2 separate regions of the Sus scrofa genome follow, and region 2 is linked to region 1. Evidence: chromatin contacts called from public HiChIP or PLAC-seq data. All regions are on one chromosome and are shown on one strand. Each heading gives the region's core, a stretch centred on a gene start, on an enhancer-like site or on the middle of the called end of the contact. The rest is flanking DNA. Distances are from core to core; before and after follow the strand shown.

Region 1 (4,812 bases), core at 933-3,432:
CGGTGGCGGCGGCTGGGGGACAGGGCTTGAGGGCACCCCCAACTCCGTGAGGCTCAGGAAGCCCAAGAGCCAGGTGCGGCGTGCAGACCTGGGCATGACCTTGGGGACAGCTGTTTTCAACCCAAGTGACACAGACAGGAAAGCCCCCTGATTGCGTTTGCTGGGCAAACAGCTCATGGCAACGCAGGGTGCCCGTGGTCTCGGCGATGGCCGCCGCCGCCCGCCCGCGAAGGAGCCTGCCTTCGGCCTCAACCAGCAAGTGGCCTGTGGCTGCTGAGGCCGAGCCCAGGAGAACGTGTGAATCACGGCGCTTCTACGTGAACAAGTTTTTTGGAACAAAGGAAGCGAAAGTGGGAGTCCCCGTTGCAGTTCCGCAGGTTACGAACCCACATCCGATCCCTGGCCCCGCTCAGTGGGCTGAGGCTCTGGCGCTGCCGGGAGCTGCGCTGTAGGTCGCAGGCGCGGCTCGGATCTGGCGTGGCTGTGGCGAAGGGGTGTGGCTACAGCTCAGATTCGACCCCTGGCCTGGGAACTTCATGTACTGTGTGACCCTAAAAAAAAATTAAAAAAGAAAATCCTCAAACGCAAGATAGGTTTCTCCGTTCAGGACTCGCGGTTTCCACAACCGAGCCTTGAGCCGAGGATGCGGGGCAGCGTCCCCTCCTCCCCACTCTCTCTGGGATCGTGCCCTTGCAACCATCCCTCCTTTTCTCTTCTCCGCTGCCGGGGCTGCTGCTCCTCCGTGCGCTCTCAGGGGCCGGTGGGCAAGCCCGACATCCTCGGCGGGGAGGCCCCACATCGTGTGGGGCCGATGCAGGACCCAGATGAAGGGCGGGTGAGGAGAGAACCTGGCCACCCAAGGCGAGACCGGGTGGGAGCCAGGCACTAGAGCCACAGCCTATGCACGGCAAGCCCGGCCTGCACTCACCTCTGGGGCGGCGGCGGCAGGGGGAGCGCCAGGGGCCACGGCACCCATGGGCATGAACCCAACGTCCTGGATCTTCAGCGTTTTCTGCAGGACAGAGAAAAGCACTCTCAGAAGCAGGCGCCACACTGGATGTGCCTGGTCGCAGCAGGCACAGTCTCGAGGAGCCCCCCACCCCCCGCAAAGGGGCCACGAGGTGGGGCGCCTGGCCAGTACCTTCAGGAGCTCGTTGAGGTCTGAGATCTCCAGGAGCGTAAGGCTGGCAATGTCCTGAACCAGCTGCTGGATTTTGGGGGGATACTCCTTGGGGGCGTTATCCAGGGGGGCCCCAGCAAGAGCCTCCCCCTTTCGATGGCTGCTGCATCTCATCAACCGCACACCGCACAGTCTCGGTCCCTGGTGCCTGAATCCCGTTCAAACAGAGCCATCAGCCTGCACAAGCCAGGCACGCAGGTGCCTCAGGCTCAGATCTAGTTTCCCCGTCCGAACCCAGGGATCTCACACTGCAGGACCCACACAGCTAACAAAAGGGACTTCCAATTACTTTGGACTTTTTCAAAGACCTTAAAAACGCACGTAACTGTTTGCAAAACCGCTCTCTACAACGTTACTTTCGCTTTGGATAAGCTGCACCAATTTGTGGAGACTAGACAAACACTTGAAGGCGCTTTGCCACACAACGCCTTTCAGGACGTGGGGTTCTTGGCGGCCGAACGCCAGCCAGATCCACTCACGGGAGTCCCGCCACGTCACTGCGCTGCCGGGGAAACTGAGGCCCAGAGAGGAGCAGAAACCCGTCCAAGGTCATCCAGGGCCACGCCGGCACGCTCAGCGGCCCACGTGGTTAGGCGGCTGGCAGGAAGGACCCTTGCGCCCTCTACTCCTGCAGGGACCAGCCGCTCGAGGAGGGGGGCAGCCAGCCAGCCGCCCAAGACGCCGCCCCCACCTGCACCTGCAGTGTCCGGCCGAGAGCACCCACACTGCCCGTCCGCCCGGGCCTCGGCAGCCCGCGGTACCTGGCGACGCGGAGCGCAGCGGCCCGAAGCCCGAAACACGGCCCCCACAGGGAGCTTGCAGCCGCCGGCAGCATCGCTCCGCAGGCGGGAAGGTCACACGCGGGTCCCAACAGGAGGGACTCCCTAGCGGCCTCAGCCACCAGGCATTCAAGCTAGAAAGGACGCTCTAGCCGGCTGGACAGCCGAGCTGGGGGTAAGACGCTCTAGCCGGCTGGGTCGTCGGAAACACAAACTCTATCCTTCCGGACCACCGAGCATACGCGCTGCGGGAGGACTCTCTAGCCCCCGGAGCCAAAGGGCACATGCGCTGAGGGGAGACGCTCTAGCCGACCAGACGGCCGAGCATTAGCGCTGAGAGGACACTCTAGCTGGCTGGAGTATACGAGCGGAAGGCCGACCTTTTAACCAGCCGGACGGCTGAGCATACGCTTTGGGGGCGCTCTAGTCGGCGGGACCGTTGAGCCGAAGCGCTGGGGGGGATTCTCTAGCCCCCAAAACCAACAAGCATAAAAGCTGAGAGGACACTCTAGCCCCGAGAAGGAAAGAGCATACGAGCTGAGGGTCGACGCTCTAGCCGGCCGGACCTCCGAGCATACGCGCTGCGAGAGGACTCTCTAGCCCCCAAAACCAACGAGCATAAAAGCTGAGAGGACACTCTAGCCGGCTGGAGCAGACGAGCTGAGGGTCGACACTCTAGCCCCGAGAAGCAAAGAGCATACGAGCTGAGGGTCGACGCTCTAGCCGGCCGGACCTCCGAGCATACGCGCTGCGGGAGGACTCTCTAGCCCCCAAAACCAACGAGCATAAAAGCTGAGAGGACACTCTAGCCGGCTGGAGCAGACGAGCTGAGGGTCGACACTCTAGCCCCGAGAAGGAAAGAGCATACGAGCTGAGGGTCGACGCTCTAGCCGGCCGGACCTCCGAGCGTAGGCGCTGCGGGAGGACTCTCTAGCCCCCAAAACCAACGAGTATAAAAGCTGAGGGGACACTCTAGCCCCGAGATTCAAAGAGCATACGAGCTGAGGGTCGACGCTCTAGCCGGCCGGACCTCCGAGCATACGCGCTGCGGGAGGACTCTCTAGCCCCCAAAACCAACGAGCATAAAAGCTGAGGACACTCTAGCCGGCTGGAGCATGTGCGCTGAGGGTGTACGCTCTAGCCGGCCGGACCGCCAAGCATACGAACTGAGAGGACGCTCTAGTTTGCTGGAGCATACGAGCTGAGGGCCAAGGATCTAGCCCCTAGAAACAAAGAGCATACGAGATGAGGGTCGACACTCTAGCCGGCCGTACGGTCGAGCATATGCACTGGGGGGAAAACTCTCTAGCCCCTAGAACCAACGAGTTGAGAGGACACTCTAGCCAGCTGGAGTATACGAGCGGAAGGCCGATCTTTTAACCGGCCGGACGGCTGAGTGTACGAGTTGGGGGGCGCTCTAGCCGACCGGACCACGAGCATGAGAGCCGGGGCCCGATTCTCTAGCCCCCAGAACCAACGAGCATACGAGCTGAGAGGACACTCTAGCCGGCTGGAGCAGACGAGCTGAGGGTGGACGCTCTAGCCCGTCGGACCGAGCATATGAACTGGAGAACGACTCTCGAAGCCCCCAAAACCAAGGAGCATACGAGCTAGGGAGCGGTGGAGGGTAGACGCTCTAGTCGGCCGGACCGCTGAGCATAAGCGCTGGGCGATTCTCTAGCCCCCCAAGACCAACGAGCATAAAACCTGAGAGGACACTCTAGCCGGCTGGAGAATACGAGCTGAAAGGACGCTCTAGCTTGCTGGCGCATACGAGCTGAGGGTCGACACTCTAGCCCCGAGATGCAAAGAGCATACGAGCTGAGGGTCGACGCTCTAGCCGGCCGGACCTCCGAGCATACGCGCTGGGGGAGGACTCTCTAGCCCCCCAAACCAACGAGCATAAAAGCTGAGGACACTCTAGCCGGCTGGAGCATGTGCGCTGAGGGTGTACGTTCTAGCCGGCCGGACGGCCAAGAACATGACCAAAGAGGACCGTACGAACTGAGAGCGGACACTTTAACACCCAGAACCCAAAGAGCACACAAACTGAGGGTAGACACTCTAGCCGACCGGACTGCCGAGCATACGGCTGCGGGAGAAGTCTCTAGCCCCCAGATCCAACGAGCATACGAGCTGAAAGGACACTCTAGCCTACTGGGGCTTAAGAGCTGAGGGTGGGCGCTCTAGCCAGCCGGACGGCCGGGCGTAAGAGAGGGAGGCCGTCTCTCTAACCCCCAAAACCAACGAGCATACGCGTTGAGGAGGCACTCTAGCCGGCTGGGGCCTGGGAGCTGAGGGTGGACGCTCTAGCCGGCAAGACGGCCGGGCGGACTAAGTTCGCTGAGCACAGGAGCCAGCCCCCCGGGTCAATAGGAATACATACTGGGGGAAGACACGCTGTGTCCGCCAAGAACACTGAGCATACGAGCTGGGGGGAGAGACGCTCTAGCCGTAGCTCGACTTGCCGCCTCTCGTCCTCCGAGATTACGCCCAAGGCGGCGGGCCGCGCAGGCGCAGACCTTGGCTGGCGGGGAGGCGGGAAAGGGAAAGGTGGGGACTCTCCCCTCGCAGGGCAAACGAGGAACCGAGAAAGGTGTGGCGCCAGTTCCCGGGTGGCGCTGCCAGGGATAATTAGCCGGGCCCTGGCCCGGCGACACCTGCCCCCGAGAACGGGCTCGTGAGGTTTGCGCCGCCGCAGGGCCCGGCCGCCTGCAACCCGTGCTCCCCGGGCGGGAGGAGCGCCCCTGCCCTTCGGGCCGCCTTCTCTTCGATTTCTTCCTGAAGTTAAACGGCGGCCGCGCTTCGCGGAGATCAGGCCCGCAGCGAGCTCGGGACTCCGCTTACAGCGGC
Region 2 (4,704 bases), core at 191-2,690, 85 kb after region 1:
ACTGGTGGTCAGAAGACTGGCTGGGGAGTTCCCCCTGTGGCTCAGTGGGTTAAGGGCCTGATGTCTCTGAGGATGCAGGTTCAATCCCTGGCCTCCTTCAGTAGGTTAAGCTTCCAGCATTGTTGCACGTAGCTGTGTGGGTCACAGATGCAGCTTGAATTCGGTGTTGACATAGCTGTGGCATAGGCCCCACCTGCAGCTTCCATCCACCCCTCGCCTGGGAACTTCCAAATGCCACAGGTACAGCCATTAAAAAAAAAAAAAAAAAAAAAAAAGACCATCTGAGAACACTTGTGCACTCTGGGGTGTGGGGGTGGGGGACTCATTTCTAATTTCAAAGGCCAGGTAGGAATAGGTGTCAGAAAAGGTGAAGGACAGACTGCAAATGCCCCACTCGTGCTGTGTCCAACCCAGGAACACTGTGGGATTAGAACTTTTGCTACTGGTTCTTTGTGTTTTGCAGGTTTTTGCCTTGGTGAGGTCAGCTTAACTCAAGCTAAGAAAACATTTGGCAGCTGGACCCCCTCAGCTTGCCCTGTCTGGCCACACACTGCAGATGCCTCTCTCACTCATGGATGTCTGGCCTTGGAGACTTTCCCAGTGGCTTCTAGAAGGAGGCTGTGATTGACTGCAGGCACTTCTCAGGGTTGCTCTGGGCCTCTGAGTCTCATCCAGAGAGCTCTTGGGCCCTCTGGTCAGCACCTCTCACCGAAGCCTTGGAAGTCAGGGTTGGGAAGGAGAGGTGTTGGGCTCTGCCTTCACCCCGACCCCCAGGCTGATTGCTGATGAGCTGCCCCTCTTCCTGAGATGTGGTCAGGCATTTTCTTTACGGTCCTCTGCCCTCAACCCACAACAACTCTGGCTTACTCTTTGTCCCCACTGGCCAAACCAACGCATCCATAGACAGCATCAAGAGAGGGATACTTCTATCCGTGGTCGCGCTCAGACGCAGCAGTGCCCTGGGGATGTGGCAGGAGTAAGGTGGCTCAGCCGCTCAGAGCCGGAGCCCCAGCGCCGCGGGCGTGGCAAGACGTGAAGCTGTCCGACCCCCTGCTGGGCTTCACAGATCCAACCGCCCGTCGAAACCCTAGAAAGTGGCTTTAGGAGCGGACTGCCCGCTCGGAGGAGACGCGTTCTGATGGCCCCCGCCGTGGGGGAGCCGGCGCGGCCCTCGGAAGCACGGGGGAAGCGCGACGTCGTGGGTTTCCAGGGGAGGCCCGGGGGAGAACGGACGAGCGACAGGGTCAGGGCCTTGGGCTTCCCGCGTTTGGCTTTAAACGCTCTGGACCTTCGCCAAACCGCCCTGAGTCCACGAGCTTTACGCCAGCGGTCTGGCCCTCAGCCCGCTGCGCGGGACTCCGGCCGAGGGCCCAGCTCTCCGCCCGGCCCCGCCCCCGGCCCCGCCCCCGCCGCGCCCCCCGCCCCCGCCCCCGCCCCCGCCGCGCCGCTTTACGGCGGAGGCCGCGCTGAGACCGGAGCGGCCGTAAAGCGCCCCGCCTCCGGCACGGGCGCCGCGAGGCCGAGCTCCCTCTGCGGCCGGGCCTCCCGGCGACTCCCGCCATGGCCGGCCTCGCGCCGCGGGTCGAATACCTGGCGGGCTTCTGCTGCCCGCTAGGGGGCCTGGCTGCGGGCAAGCCCCGCGTGCTGTGCCACGGGGCGGAGATCTTCCTGTCCACCGGGAGCGAACTGGTCTACGTCTACGACCGCGACGGGCGGCTGCTGACCGTGAGGGCCGGGCGGGGCCGGGAGGAGGGCGGGGCGGGGCGGGGCGGGGCGGGTCCCGGGCCGCGGAAGGGAGGGGGCGGGGTCCCCGCGGCGGGGCTCGGCACGGGGGGGCCGGCGCCGCGGAGCAGTTCGTCCGCTGCCTCGGCGCCCCGCCCGACGCTGCCTTCTCCCCGGGCGCCCAGGCTGTGTACAAGTTTCCCGGCCGGGTGTGGCACCTGGAGCTCCTGGCCCTTGGCAGGGCGCTCTACGTTCTGTGCGCCCGGAGCGGTATCTACTGCTTGTCTTTGGACCAGGCCAGCAGGTGAGGTTGCAGGCGCCGCTGCTCTGGGCGGGCCCTCACTGGCCTCGCCGCGGTCGAGGTCGATATGGTCTCAGGTGGGCTTCGCGCTCTCCCTGACCGGTGTTTCCCTGCCGTCCTCAGACACTGCCTCTGGTGGGACAGGGGGTTCAGGCAGCCGAGTCTGCCCCCCGGAGCAGGGTGCTGCCCCTTTGGCCTTGGCGGGGCTGCCATGTCACACCTTTGAGGCGGGTCTCTGTGTACCTGGAGTCAGTGGCCAGAGGAGCCAGGCCCCCACCCCAGGTAGCAGTGCAGAGCCTAGATGCCGGCCCCTGCTCACGACTGGTTTAGCAAATAGAAAGGTAGCAGGTGTGAGTCACAGTGGAGGCCCGGGGTGGGGCGTGGGGGGCCGACAGTTCTGTTGCGAGGAGAATTTCCTGTCCAAACCCCGTTTCTGGAAGCCTTGGTACAACCTGTTGGGCATGTGCCCCCAGGTGACTGTCTGGGAGCTGGGCAGTCCATGGAGCAGGTGGGATCCCTCCCTGTGCAGACCCCAGACCTGTCGTGTCCTGGGCAGGTTGCCACGCAGGGAGCTTGTGACCAGCAGTTCCCTGTGTTCTCGAAGGTCTGTGAGCCAGGATGGCAGGAATGACAGGGACAACCAGGACGGTGAGGCCGGCGAGCCCCCTGCCCCTGTGATCCCTGTGGACCCAGGCGCCTGTGTCCTCCCTGATGCCACGCTGTGTGCCTTCACCGTGCTGGACAACGTGCTCGTCGCCCTGGCGCAGGGCCCCGCCCAGTGGAAGTTGCAGCTGTTTGAGCGTCCCTGTCCGGGGCAGGACCCCCGGCCCGGAGGCCAGATTGGTGAGGTGGAGTTGTCCACCTGCACCCCCCCATCTGGGAGCCTGGGGGAGCCCGCAGCCCCCTGCTTCCTCCCGGTGCTGTGCTGTGCATCACCGCCAGGCCCCGGGGTCCCTCACGGCCACGTGCAGGGCTCCGGGGGTGTCACGCTGGAGGAGGCCCTCTTTGGCTTACTCTTTGGAGCCGACGCCTCCCTCCTGGAGTCGCCGGTGATCCTCTGTGGCCTCCCTGATGGCCAGCTCTGCTGTGTGGTCCTGAAGACCCTGGTCACCTCCAGGTCAGCCCCTGGTGACCCGAAGGCGCTTGTCAAGATCCTCCATCACCTGGAGGAGCCCGTCATCTTCATCGGGGCCGTGAGGACAGAGCCACTGGCCGAGGCTACGGGGGACGCCCACTCTGACTGCCTGGTGGCACTCGGGCACCACGGCCGGACCCTGGCCATCAAGGCCAGCTGGGACGAGGTGGGGCACCTGGTGCCAGAGCTGCGGGAGTACTGCCTCCCGGGGCCCCTGCTCTGTGCGGCCTGTGGCGAGGGCGGCCGCCTGTACCACAGCACCCCCTCGGACCTCTGTGTGGCGCACCTGGCTCAGGGAGGCTCCCCTTGGGACCCCATGCAGCCCACCGGGCCCCAGGAGGCCTGCCCGCTCTGTTGTGTCCGGCCAGCCTGAGCGTCTGCAGCGTCGTCACCCTCTCGGTGTCATCGAGAGCACCTGAAGGTAGGAACTGCGACGAAAACCGAGCGGCGAAGTCCAGGGCGGCGGCCTCTCCTCCTCTCCCCGCCTCACGCCTCTTCTCCGTACCCCTGCCGGGGCAGGCCCACCCTCACCTGGCGCAGCCTCAGGGTCGACACTTCTTGTCCCCAGGTCCTGCGTGTTAGGGCGGGGCCTCTGCCACTCTGCCTGGGTGGGCTCTGCACCTGGGCGACTCGGAACAAGAGCGTTTTTCGGGGACAGGTTGTCCGGGGGGGGGAGTGCAGGTCGGTTCAGGTCTCTCCCTTACGCCTCTTTGGAAAACCGGAAAATGCCTGCTCCAGCTCCCTTGTGGCCTCCGACAAGCCCGCCCCGCCTGGAGGGCTGTGAGGTGTGTTCACCCAGGCAGAGCTCGGCCAGGCCTCGGCCATGGTGCCCAGTGTTGGGGGGCAGGAGAGATCCCCTTTCTCCCAGGGCGTGTGCCTCTTAAGACAGCTCCCACGTGCACCACAAAGCCTGCCGTGGCCCCCACTTGACCCATAAGAAGTGCCTTTCGAGGGAAAAGACTGTTGTCTCCCCCACAGGGAGTAAGGGTGCTGCACCTCTGGGTGGGCTCAGGCCTGGACCTCAGGAGACGGAGCCTCTCTCCCAGGGGAGCTCCCTGGTGGCCCAGGAGCAAGAAAGGAGGCTGAATGGTGCCGGAGAGGCAGCGGGCTTCCAGAGAGGCCAGTGGAGGAGTTCCCGTCGTGGCTCAGTGGTTAACGAATCCGACTCGGAACCATGAGGTTGTGGGTTCGATCCCTGGCCTTGCTCAGTGGGTTAAGGATCCGGTGTTGCCGTGAGCTGTGGTGTAGGTCACAGGTGCAGCTTGGATCCCGTGTTGCTGTGGCTCTGGCATAGGCCGGCGGCTACGGCTCCGATTAGACCCCTAGTCTGGGAATCTCCATATGCCACGGAAGCGGCCCTAGAAAAGGTGAAAAAAAAAAAAGACAGGCCAGTGGAGGAGGCCCAGGGCCTGTGTGGCACCTGCTTCCCTTGGAAAACCTCAGAGCAGCTTTGCTCTCGGGGGGCCTGTTGGAGGGGCTGCAGCAACGCTCCTGGCCCTGGTCTGGCCCCTTTAGTCCTGTCCGGGTACCAGGTATTGCCTCTGTT

What was found. HiChIP or PLAC-seq counts read pairs in DNA pulled down with a chosen protein or histone mark.
Region 2: an H3K27ac HiChIP or PLAC-seq map of skeletal muscle shows a contact between it and region 1. The contact joins the promoter of FAAP100 here to the promoter of MRPL12 in region 1. A contact is called at or near these places in 1 of 5 promoter capture datasets (liver), 3 of 47 Hi-C or Micro-C datasets (embryonic fibroblasts and fetal skeletal muscle) and 1 of 2 datasets of contacts at active chromatin or transcription factors (skeletal muscle).

What each region holds. Positions count from the first base shown.
Region 1 is chr12:1,201,635-1,206,446 of Sscrofa11.1, forward strand. It overlaps MRPL12 (39S ribosomal protein L12, mitochondrial), which reads right to left and starts at 2,183. Exons shown (of 5, transcript XM_021066454.1): 1 at 1,942-2,183; 2 at 1,142-1,328; 3 at 929-1,012. The coding sequence starts at 2,015.
Region 2 is chr12:1,286,931-1,291,634 of Sscrofa11.1, forward strand. FAAP100 (Fanconi anemia core complex-associated protein 100) reads left to right here and starts at 1,441. Exons shown (of 11, transcript XM_021066475.1): 1 at 1,441-1,725; 2 at 1,908-2,026; 3 at 2,628-3,457; 4 at 3,460-3,579. The coding sequence starts at 1,561.